Regions from separate parts of the Mus musculus genome. Here region 1 is linked to region 2. A link is a contact called in public promoter capture Hi-C data. All regions are on one chromosome and are shown on one strand. Each heading gives the region's core, a stretch centred on a gene start, on an enhancer-like site or on the middle of the called end of the contact. The rest is flanking DNA. Distances are from core to core; before and after follow the strand shown. Region 1 holds the start of Bpnt1 (3'(2'), 5'-bisphosphate nucleotidase 1). Region 2 holds the start of Disp1 (dispatched RND transporter family member 1).

Evidence for each region. Promoter capture Hi-C pulls out the DNA fragments that hold promoters and counts their contacts.
Region 1: a contact with region 2 is called in a promoter capture Hi-C map of pre-B cells, with 15 times the contacts expected there. The contact joins the promoter of Bpnt1 here to the promoter of Disp1 in region 2. A contact is called at or near these places in 2 of 39 promoter capture datasets (cranial neural crest and pre-B cells) and 1 of 115 datasets of contacts at active chromatin or transcription factors (astrocytes).

Annotation. Positions count from the first base shown.
Region 1 is chr1:185,329,053-185,333,521 of GRCm38.p6, reverse strand. Bpnt1 (3'(2'), 5'-bisphosphate nucleotidase 1) reads right to left here and starts at 1,363. Exons shown (of 9, transcript NM_011794.3): 1 at 1,259-1,363. Iars2 (isoleucine-tRNA synthetase 2, mitochondrial) reads left to right here and starts at 4,121. Exons shown (of 23, transcript NM_198653.3): 1 at 4,121-4,469. The coding sequence starts at 4,235.
Region 2 is chr1:183,220,168-183,225,146 of GRCm38.p6, reverse strand. Disp1 (dispatched RND transporter family member 1) reads left to right here and starts at 3,618. Exons shown (of 10, transcript NM_026866.3): 1 at 3,618-3,824.

The sequences.
Region 1 (4,469 bases), core at 114-2,613, 2.1 Mb before region 2:
GAATGTATGACACTGCCTAGCCCTTGGGACGAGACACAGGAAGATCCTGGATTTGAGGTGGGCTACACCGCAAGATCCTGTCTCAAAAGAAAAAAGGAGAGAGGAAAAAGAAAAGAAAGGAAAAGGAGGAAAGCCACTCGCACACAAATAGCAACTGGTAGAGCTTCAAAAACAGTTGGATCTTTCTTACATTCTTATTAAAATACGTTCCAGGTAAAATGGTTCCGCTGGTAAAGGTGCTTGCCGCTAAGCCTGAGAACTTGAATTCAAATACAGTGAAAGGAGAGAACTGACTCCTGCAAGCAGCCCTCCATCCTCCACCCAAACACCTGTGGCACCTGTACACACACACACACACACACACACACACACACACACAGCCAATGCTGGGTTTTGTTGTTGTTGTTTAATGTTCCAGGAAGTCCTGGCTGGAAGCACATGTACCTTGGATTTGAAGCCAGTCTAACAGTTTTCTCTCTCAGTCTAGTAGATTTAAATTAAGGTAGAAACTACAAGAAGTATAGGAATGGCTTTATAAACTTGAAAAGGGCCATTAAAACATAAAACTAAGTGTATTAACACATTTACACAGAAATTAAAACTTCTACATGTCCAAAATGCCACAAGCAAAGCCAGTTCATACCATATAACAGGAGAGGAAAGTCCTGTATCCCCAGTAACAACTGGGCTGTTTTGTTTGGGGCAAGAACAGTTGACAAGCCATTTCCAGAAAGAGAAAGGTGCTTATCACTAAATACACGAAATGCTCAGTCTACTGAATTTAAACGAAATGCAAACCTCCAGCCTGAGAAGTGATTAAGGTTGCCACACGAAATCGTTTGCCCAGTCTGCAGGGATCGAGGAAACGTGTCCCTACTGGAGCCCTCCAACAAAAACAAAATGTATACATGGGTTCGACGCAGCTCTTCTATTCCTGGTTAAATAAATCACAGCAGCCTACTGATGCAAAGAAATGACGACTGAAAGGATCTTTGCTATTCTGAAGTTTCTAAATACGGATGCGAAAGTCAAGTTTAACTCTGTAGTTTATTCCACTATGAAAGAGAAGGTCCAGATAGACAACCACATGTGGCCACTCAAGCTTCTAGAAGCGTCTGAACGACGAGCAGTGTAGCAGTGTAGTGTTTGGGATTACAACCCCTGGCACTCCTCTAATCTGTGCCAGGGGTGGGCAGTTACCTGAACAACAAGAAACCAGGGCCGCCTGAGCCTCTGCGTTGCAGCGGGAGAAACTTACACTCAGCCTGGTGTCCCCTAAGCGCTGTCCGGCCTGGTGGCTCGCTGTCCGGGAACCGGCTGCCTCCAAGTCCACTGGTCCAATGCTGTGAGAAGGACAGCGGCTGCGCGTGCGCGAGGTCGGCGCAGGCGCACACAGGTCCCCGCGCGCTCCCGGCTGTCGGGGGAACCCGTTTCTGAGCGTTCTGCGCAGGTTTTCGCTACTTGTCGTCAGAGCCTGAGTTCCCAGGCCGTTCCTGGGTGCTGGTTTCTGGCATCTTGGCGTCACCGCCACAGTTTTTGCTTGTTTTCTCCCCTAACTTAGCTGCGACTGCACAGGTGCCACCACGCTGGCTTGCCTTTGGTTTTTAGTGAGTTGCCTTTGTGGGATTCTTTTGATAAAAGCAACACTTTTTTTTTTTCCCTTAAAAAATTTCTCATGCCGTTATTTTATGAGGATAATAATAAAAAGATTTTGTTTTTATGTGTTTTCTGCGACTCTCAAACCTTAGTTAATAGAGGCAAACCATAACTTATTTGTTCATATATATTTGTTAATATATATTTGTTCATATACATGCATATATTCATATACATTCATATAAACACACACACGGTATCATTCAGGCAGGCCTCGAATTCTTGGCAGTCCTACCTCAGCTTTTCCTGTACTACACACTCCTATTCTCACCAGCCCAGCGAGAAATGTCCACACACACCACTTACATATCGCTAGGATTGGGAAAGACTTTTTTTTTTTAATTTATTTATTTTATGTATATGAGTACACTGCAGCTATCTTCAGACAGACCAGAAGAGGGCATCTGATTCCATTACAGATGGTTGTGAACCACCATGTGGTCGCTGGGAATTGAACTCAGGATCTCTGGAAGAGGAGTCAGTGCTCTTAACAGCTGAGCCACCTCTCCAGCCCTGGGAAAGACTTCTTTAGTTTATTTCATTTACTCTGTATTTAGACATACCTTTCAGGTGTGGTAAAAATGTCTACAACACACACCCTCTAAAGCCGTACACTGGATGCTGGTGGGATGGCTCAGCAGGCAGTTTGGAGCACACGTTCTTCCAGAGCACTGGGGTTTGGTTCCCAGCACAGGCTCACAACTATCCAAACCTCTAGTTCCATGGTGCTCCACAACCTCTTCTGACCTCCTCTGGTACCAGACACACAAATGGTGCACATAAATACACCCAGGCAAAGACTCATACACATAAATAAATCAAAAAACAAAACAAAACAAAACAAAACAAAACAAAAAACTTAACAGTCCATACATTAGTTTTTGTAGTTACATTGTAACGGCGTAACAATTGCCATAAATACGGACAGATACATTCTCTCTCATGGATTTAGCTTAGCCACTGAGATGCAGAGTCCACCGGCACTCTGGGAAGTATGCCTCTTTCATGAGCTCACAGTATCTTTGTAGGGAGAATTCTGGAGTTTTGTTTTTTTTGTTTTTGTTTGTTTTTAAAAAAACAGACAAACAAATGTTTTTGCTTGAATCCCAGATGCGGGGATATGGGGCTGCTTCAGACCATCCAACTATGACAGCGGCTGCTGACTCTGATTTGCCTCTTGCCCTAGCAGAGGCGTGGTTTTGCTACCTGTGGATAATTTCTGTGATTGTATGATATTTGAAATCAACTTTTCAGATGGTATATAAATGCTAAAGAGTGGAGACAGGGTGGCATAGTTGTGCTCACAGAGAAAATAAGATTGGGGTCTGTATCTCTTTTTCTCTCCTCTATCATTGTTCTTCTCCTATCTAGAGGTAGAGGATGAAACTGGGAGAATAAAGCATGGGAAAAGAATCCACAAAGTAGCTCAGACCAGCTACATATCTTCTCATAGGGTTTCCCAGAAAACAGCCTAGTTGATTGAATACAGCTAGTTGTTCTGGAGAGTTTGGTGGTAATGTTTTCTTCATGCTGCTGTGAGATGACAGCTGTCAGTCAGGTTCTCAAATGGGAAACTACAGTTCAGAGAACGGTATTGTAAATGCTGTCATTTACTACAGAGCAGGGGAGATGGTGGTACAAACAGGAGAATTCACAAAAACGCTTAAACACCGTGTATAATTCCAGGTGCGGGGGAAGGCCCGCATCCCCCGAGCCAGCTGCTTAGAAAGACTAACCATATGGGCCAGCTCTTTGTTTCTGAGAGACCCTAACTCCTTGAATGAGGTGAAAGAGGCATGGAAGATGATTCCCACCATCAACCTAGGACTTCCACATGCACACATAGATGCATGCCCACACATGCAAATATGCACACACACACACACGGAAATGAGAAGGCAAAACAGGCTGTATACTACCTCTGGCAGTCCACGTTTCCACTCTCTCGATACTTGCTACCAAACTTCATGCTTGTTCTAATCTATTAGATGGCTCTGTGTCATCCTGACTCCCAAAGGTGAGCATAGTTTTGCATTCATTGGCTATATTTTTTTTATGAATTGCCTGTGCTTACCTTTCCCCCCTTCCTTTATCTTGTTTGTAGTCACTTTCTATACATTTTTGTTAAAGTGTGGCACAAAAATGGCAAAATTACAGTTGTAAACCCGTGTAGCCCTGGCTGTCCTGCGGAGCTCATTCTGTAGACCAGGCTAGCCTCGAACTTGGAGACCCGACTGGCTCTGCCACCATGTGCTGGGACTAATCCCCTGCACCACCACTGCACGGCTTTAGCTTTGCTACTTTTGTTTATGACCCTGGACAAGTTAATTAAATGTATCTGATTGGGGAAAGCCGAGTGATAGTAAACACCTCTCTCTACCCCTACTAGACCTCATGAAAGACCTGTAGAGATACAGACTTCCAAGCCGGAAAACCCCGCCCTTGCTCTTGCCCCGCCCCTTCCGCCCCGGAGCGCGTGCGCAGTTCCTCGCCGCCGAGCTCTTCAAGGGTCTCTACCTTTAGGTACCGGGCGGCTGCCGTGGGCCGTGTGCGGAGGGCTCCGCCCGGCTCGTCCACCATGCACTGGGGGCTGTGCCCTCGCGGGCCCGGGGCGGCGGCGGTCGCCGCGGCTGGGAGCTTCTGGGGGCCAGCCCGTTTGCCCAGCCGCCTAGGGTGTCTGGGGATGACGAGGAGGCTCGTGGTACGATCCGTGGCCGGGGCGGACAGCCCCCAGAGCAGCTCGAAAGGCGGCAGATACCGTGACACGGTGCTGCTGCCGCAGACCAGCTTCCCGATGAAGCTGCTGGGCCGCC
Region 2 (4,979 bases), core at 2,369-4,868:
CTGGCAGATGCTGTTAGATGGATAGAGGTAAACACTGAAGAGGCAGGTAAGAGTAAGCAGAAGACTCCTAAAGTTTTCACAGATGCTTCCATGGACATAGCACATGATCACGGTTTGGATGTAAAATGTCACCCATGGGCTCGTGTATTTGAACACTTGAGCCTCAGTTGGTGACACTATTTTGCAAAGTTGTGGAATCTTTAGGAGGTGGGGCCCAGGTGGAGGCAGTGGGTAAGAGGTATGCAGGCCTGGAGGACTATGGCCCAGGCCTTGAGGACCATCCTCCAACCCTGCTTCTGGCCACAGTCTCTTGCTTCCCAATCTACAGAGACTTAAATAAGCACCCTCACACTTCCACTCCTTCCCTCCCTCGTTAGGCCATACCATCTAACCTACCCGCTCCTACTTCCTCAGTTGCTTCTTTCAGACTTTATCTCAGTGAGGAGAAGAACAATGTAGTTTTTTGATGCAGAAGCTCAATGAACTGGGATGATCAGGACAGGAGAGGTGCAGAGTTTGAACTGGCCCATCCCACGGCCTGCTCATGTGTTTGGTCTTAGGGAAATGACTATATCTAGCTACGTGCTGGGGTTCAGCTCTCCCTTCAGCTTCAGGCCTGATGACATGACTCTGTCCACCCCTGTGTTTCTGTCATTGATTCTGTCAAGCCCTGTGGTCATTGTGACAGTTATCTTAAGAGATCTGACTCCCACACAGGGCACACAAGCTCCTCCTGTCTTGAACTAAGGAGAAATGTGGTCTCCCAAGCTCGGTGGGTGCTATGGAATGAACAAGCTTCCTCTATCCTGTGAATTGCTGTCTAGTTATATATGATGGCTGGCAATGACAACCTACTGAGTGTGGTAAAATGGGGTCATTTACTGGGAGGATACAGAATTTCCATAGACTCTAAGGCCAAGAAGCACAGCTCCAACCTTGCAAGGGACTGGGAATCAAAAAGTAGGCAGGTGGGACCTAATGCAATCACTTCTCTGGTGAGTCTCCTCTTTCTACATCTCTCTCCTTCAAATCTCTACGCCTTCCTCATTCTTGATGCCCTCTTCCATCTTTGGACATTTTACTTTCATCTCACTTAATTCTAGATTTTCATGATATTTTCATTTCAGTATGCAAATTGAGACCAATCTTCATGCAGAAGAAATTTCTCTGGCCCTGTTTGGGTTAAGTGTTAACATCTGGTCTAGTTTATGATGAGAAGGAGGATGGGCCCTTTTACTCAGGGCACATCTGGTAGGGTTTGTGAAGCAGATTATCTTAGACAAGGGCACGATCTGGACACACTCCCTAAGGTACAGATAGAAAACTGCTCTCTGGATGTTAAAATGAAAAGGTTTGGAAATATATATGGGTATTTCTTGTAATCAAAGCAAACAGGACACCTTGGATGGTGTTGCACACGTGGAAATTTAACACTCAGGAGGCAGAGGCAAGAGAATCGGTAGTTGAAGGGCATCCTGAACTCCATAGCCAGGGTGAGACCAGCCTGGGACACGTGATACAGGAAGGAAAGTGAAGGAATCAGAGGGAATCAAAGGAAACTTTGATCCTCGGCAGAGGCGTTTGCTCATAGCTTTCTCTTTTAGGACATTGCCATGCATGGGGCTCAGTTTGAACGGCCATCTTCTCTCTATGTGCCCCTATGCCATACTCAAAGTTCCTGAGATGAGGAGCTGTATATATTTGATCCAGGGTGCAGTGGGTGGGTCATGAGTTCAAGGATAGACTGCGTTATATAGTGAAATCTTGTTTTAAAAGGAACAAGAAGGAAGGGGCTGGGGGAGCTTGCTATGCCAAGAGTATATTTGAAACTACTAGTGAATAGAAAATAGTAGCAGAACCAACAGCCCTCGCTGCTGTCCCTGGAGCCTCCCCTTCCCTGGTTCCTCACTTGCTTGGCATCTCTCTTGGTTGAGGCAACCTCAGAGATTGGGGCCTTGGGGGCGGGGTTAGTAGCCACTCAGTGTGTTTCATTTGGGTGTGGTTGTTGGAGGGAAGACTGCATTCTACGCATGGCGTCTTACAGATTCTTATTTTCCTCAGCACCCTTCCTCTGATTCCTGTACTTCCCTTTCTATCTCACGTGTCCCAGGCTGGCCTCACCCTGGCTATGGAGTTGAGGACGCCCTGCAACCCCTGATGCTCTTGCCTCTTCCTCCTGAGTGTTACATTTCCACGCCTGCATCACCATGCCAGGTTTGTAGGATGCTGGATAGCAAGCCCAGGGCCTCATGCGAGTTGGTACATACCATGATCATTGAGCTAAAACGCCCAGTCTCAGGTTTTTCTTTTCTTTGTTAGCTAGGACAGTCACTCTGGGCAACCCCAGGATCCGCTGTTTTGTCTATTCTAATGGTGACTCCATTGACTCTGTTGTATGAAATTTGAAGCTAAAATATTTGGTATAAAGTTGTCTTAGTTAGGGTTCCATTGCTGTGAATAGACACTAGGACCAAGGCAAACATTTAATTGGGGCTGGCTTAGAGTTTCAGAGGTTCAGTCCATTATCGTCATGGCAGGAAACATGGCAGCAGCCAGGCAGACATGGTGCTGGTAAAGGAGCTGAGGGTTCTGCATTTTGCCTTTCTTCCATCCTGGGCAGAGCTTGAGCACTAGGAGTCCTCAAAGCCCACCCCTACAGTGACACATGTCCTCCAACAAGGCCACACCTTTTCTAACAATGACATATCTTCTAATAGTATCAATCCCTGTGGGCCATGCATTCAAACACGAATCTTTGGGGGGGCCAAATCTACAAACCACTACGAAAGTACAGCAACATCTGGTCTTGTCTATGTTTTTTTCTTGCCTTTGAGGTCTTGGACTTTAATTGACTGTACTTCTATGCAGTTGCCTGAACAAGACAGGCTCTTACTTTCTGGTATACTGCTATGCATGTCCTTGCCTACTTTAACTCTTATTTGTTCTTTAATTCAGTCTCAACTGAAATTGTTATTTATAGTCCGTCTTCTTGCTCAACTCTACACACCATACCATTCCCACAGCACTGCTGTGTTACAACAAATTGTGCTTCTTGTAGGGTTACAGCCTGTGCTCCAACACACCAGGTTCAGCCACCTATCCTCAGTAAGCCAATTAAAGGACCCAAATTAATAGTAAAAAGCAGAAAAAGAGAATTATTCAAAATTGCTACATTGTGAAGGATAAGGAGATACAAGAGTCCCCAGCCTTGACTTCAATGCCTCTTAGTTATCCTTAGAGTCCTGACATGAAAGTAGGTTTTAACAAAAAACAAGAGCTAAAGATAACTAGACAGTGTGTCAAGGTGTGGTTCTCCGTCTACCATTTTCTTGTTTCATGAGTGATGGAGAAAAGAAACAGTCTGAATGAATTAAATAAAACATAGTCCTTCGCGGTGTCTGATTAGCTACTGCTTTTGTTTAGCTCAACTTTCAACCAGAATGTGGGCTCAGAGGTCGGTCTCAGAGTCATCTAGTGGACACCTGGCCCAGCATTTGTAGACTGGCTAAGTGACAGCTAAGACGGAGACAGGAGATGCATGTGCCTCTGCACCCCAGCCCAGCTGCAGCGGCTTTGAGTAGCAGGAGGCCTGGGCCCATAGCCGGAGGCGGGACTTCCGGTCCCGCTGGCGACCGCGGCCCGCGCCAGGCGGAAGCGCGGCTCCGGGCCAGGATCCGCGAGCTCCGGCTGGAGCAGAGTTCGGAGCCTCAGTGTCCCGGACGCCCGTGGTCGGTGTGGATGCTTCTCGGCGCTGCGTCCCCGCGGTCCGGGGAGGCCGAGGAGGCACGCGGGAGTCGGCGCGGCGGGAGAGCAGGGATCTCGGGGTGAGGACGGCTGGCGGCGGAGGGTGGCTGCGAGGGGCTGAGGAGGCCGAGGTGACATCTTCCATGGGGGTGTGTCCGCGTCCCCAGGCTCGTAGGGAAGGTGGCCCGAGATGGCCTTGGGGGGCTTGCAGGGAGACGCTCCAGAGGCAGCTCTTTTCACCCTCGGGGTTAAAGATGAGAAGGACGTCTTGACCTAACTCATCTGCGAGATGAGCAGCCAAGGCTTGCATGCTCAGCATTGCTTTCTTTGCAATACATTGCTTTCTTTCTCTTAAGACTTCTCCCCTCTTCCAGTGGTCTTCGGAGGGGAATACCCAACATTCGTAGGGAAAACCTGAACTCTTACTCACTTAGCTCCCGTTCAGGCTTTGTCAGACTAATAGGACTTTAGGTCTTTGATTCAGACAAGCAAGCCCACTGAAGTTTTCATTTTAGACTCTTCTCTACCTTGCGGAGTTCAGGTTGTCCCACTTCCTTTGTCGTGGAGTGAGCTTGTAAGTATCTGGACAAAGCTTGCACCTTCATGTTTGCACTTTATGACTTACTGTTTGCTTCTCAATGGGGTGACACATTTTTAGATGTTAAATAGATTGGATTCTTGCCACACACTGAGCATAACTAGGCAAAGCCAGAGTACTGTCACTGATGGAGGCTGGTGTATACTGATTGCTTCAAGTGTTTCCCTTCCCAAGAGTTACAATCTTAATTTTATCCCCCGGTATTTGCCAGTACTGGTAACTTACATCTTACTTGGTGGTCTGACCTGAACTACTTGAAGAAACAAATACAAACATACAAACAAACCAGAAAGCACTGTGCATTTATCCATAACCCGGTATCTCACTGACTTACTTGAGATTTGTGCTGCAGTGAGACAAGTTATTATAAGAACGGTTTGTTGGGTGGCACAGCTGATGTAATGCAGGATGCACCTAACATAGTGCTTTAACATATTAATGAAGACATTGAAGGCAGTCTTCTGAAGTCATGGGGCTAACTGTTGGGTTGATTTCTTTTTGCATCTCTTCATTTCTTTTTTAAGTTGTTTGTTTTTATGTGTATGGGTGTTATTGCCTGCATGTATGTCTGGGCACCACATGTGGGCCTGTTGTTCTCAGAAACCAGAAGAGGGCATCACAGTGCCTGTCTCTAGAG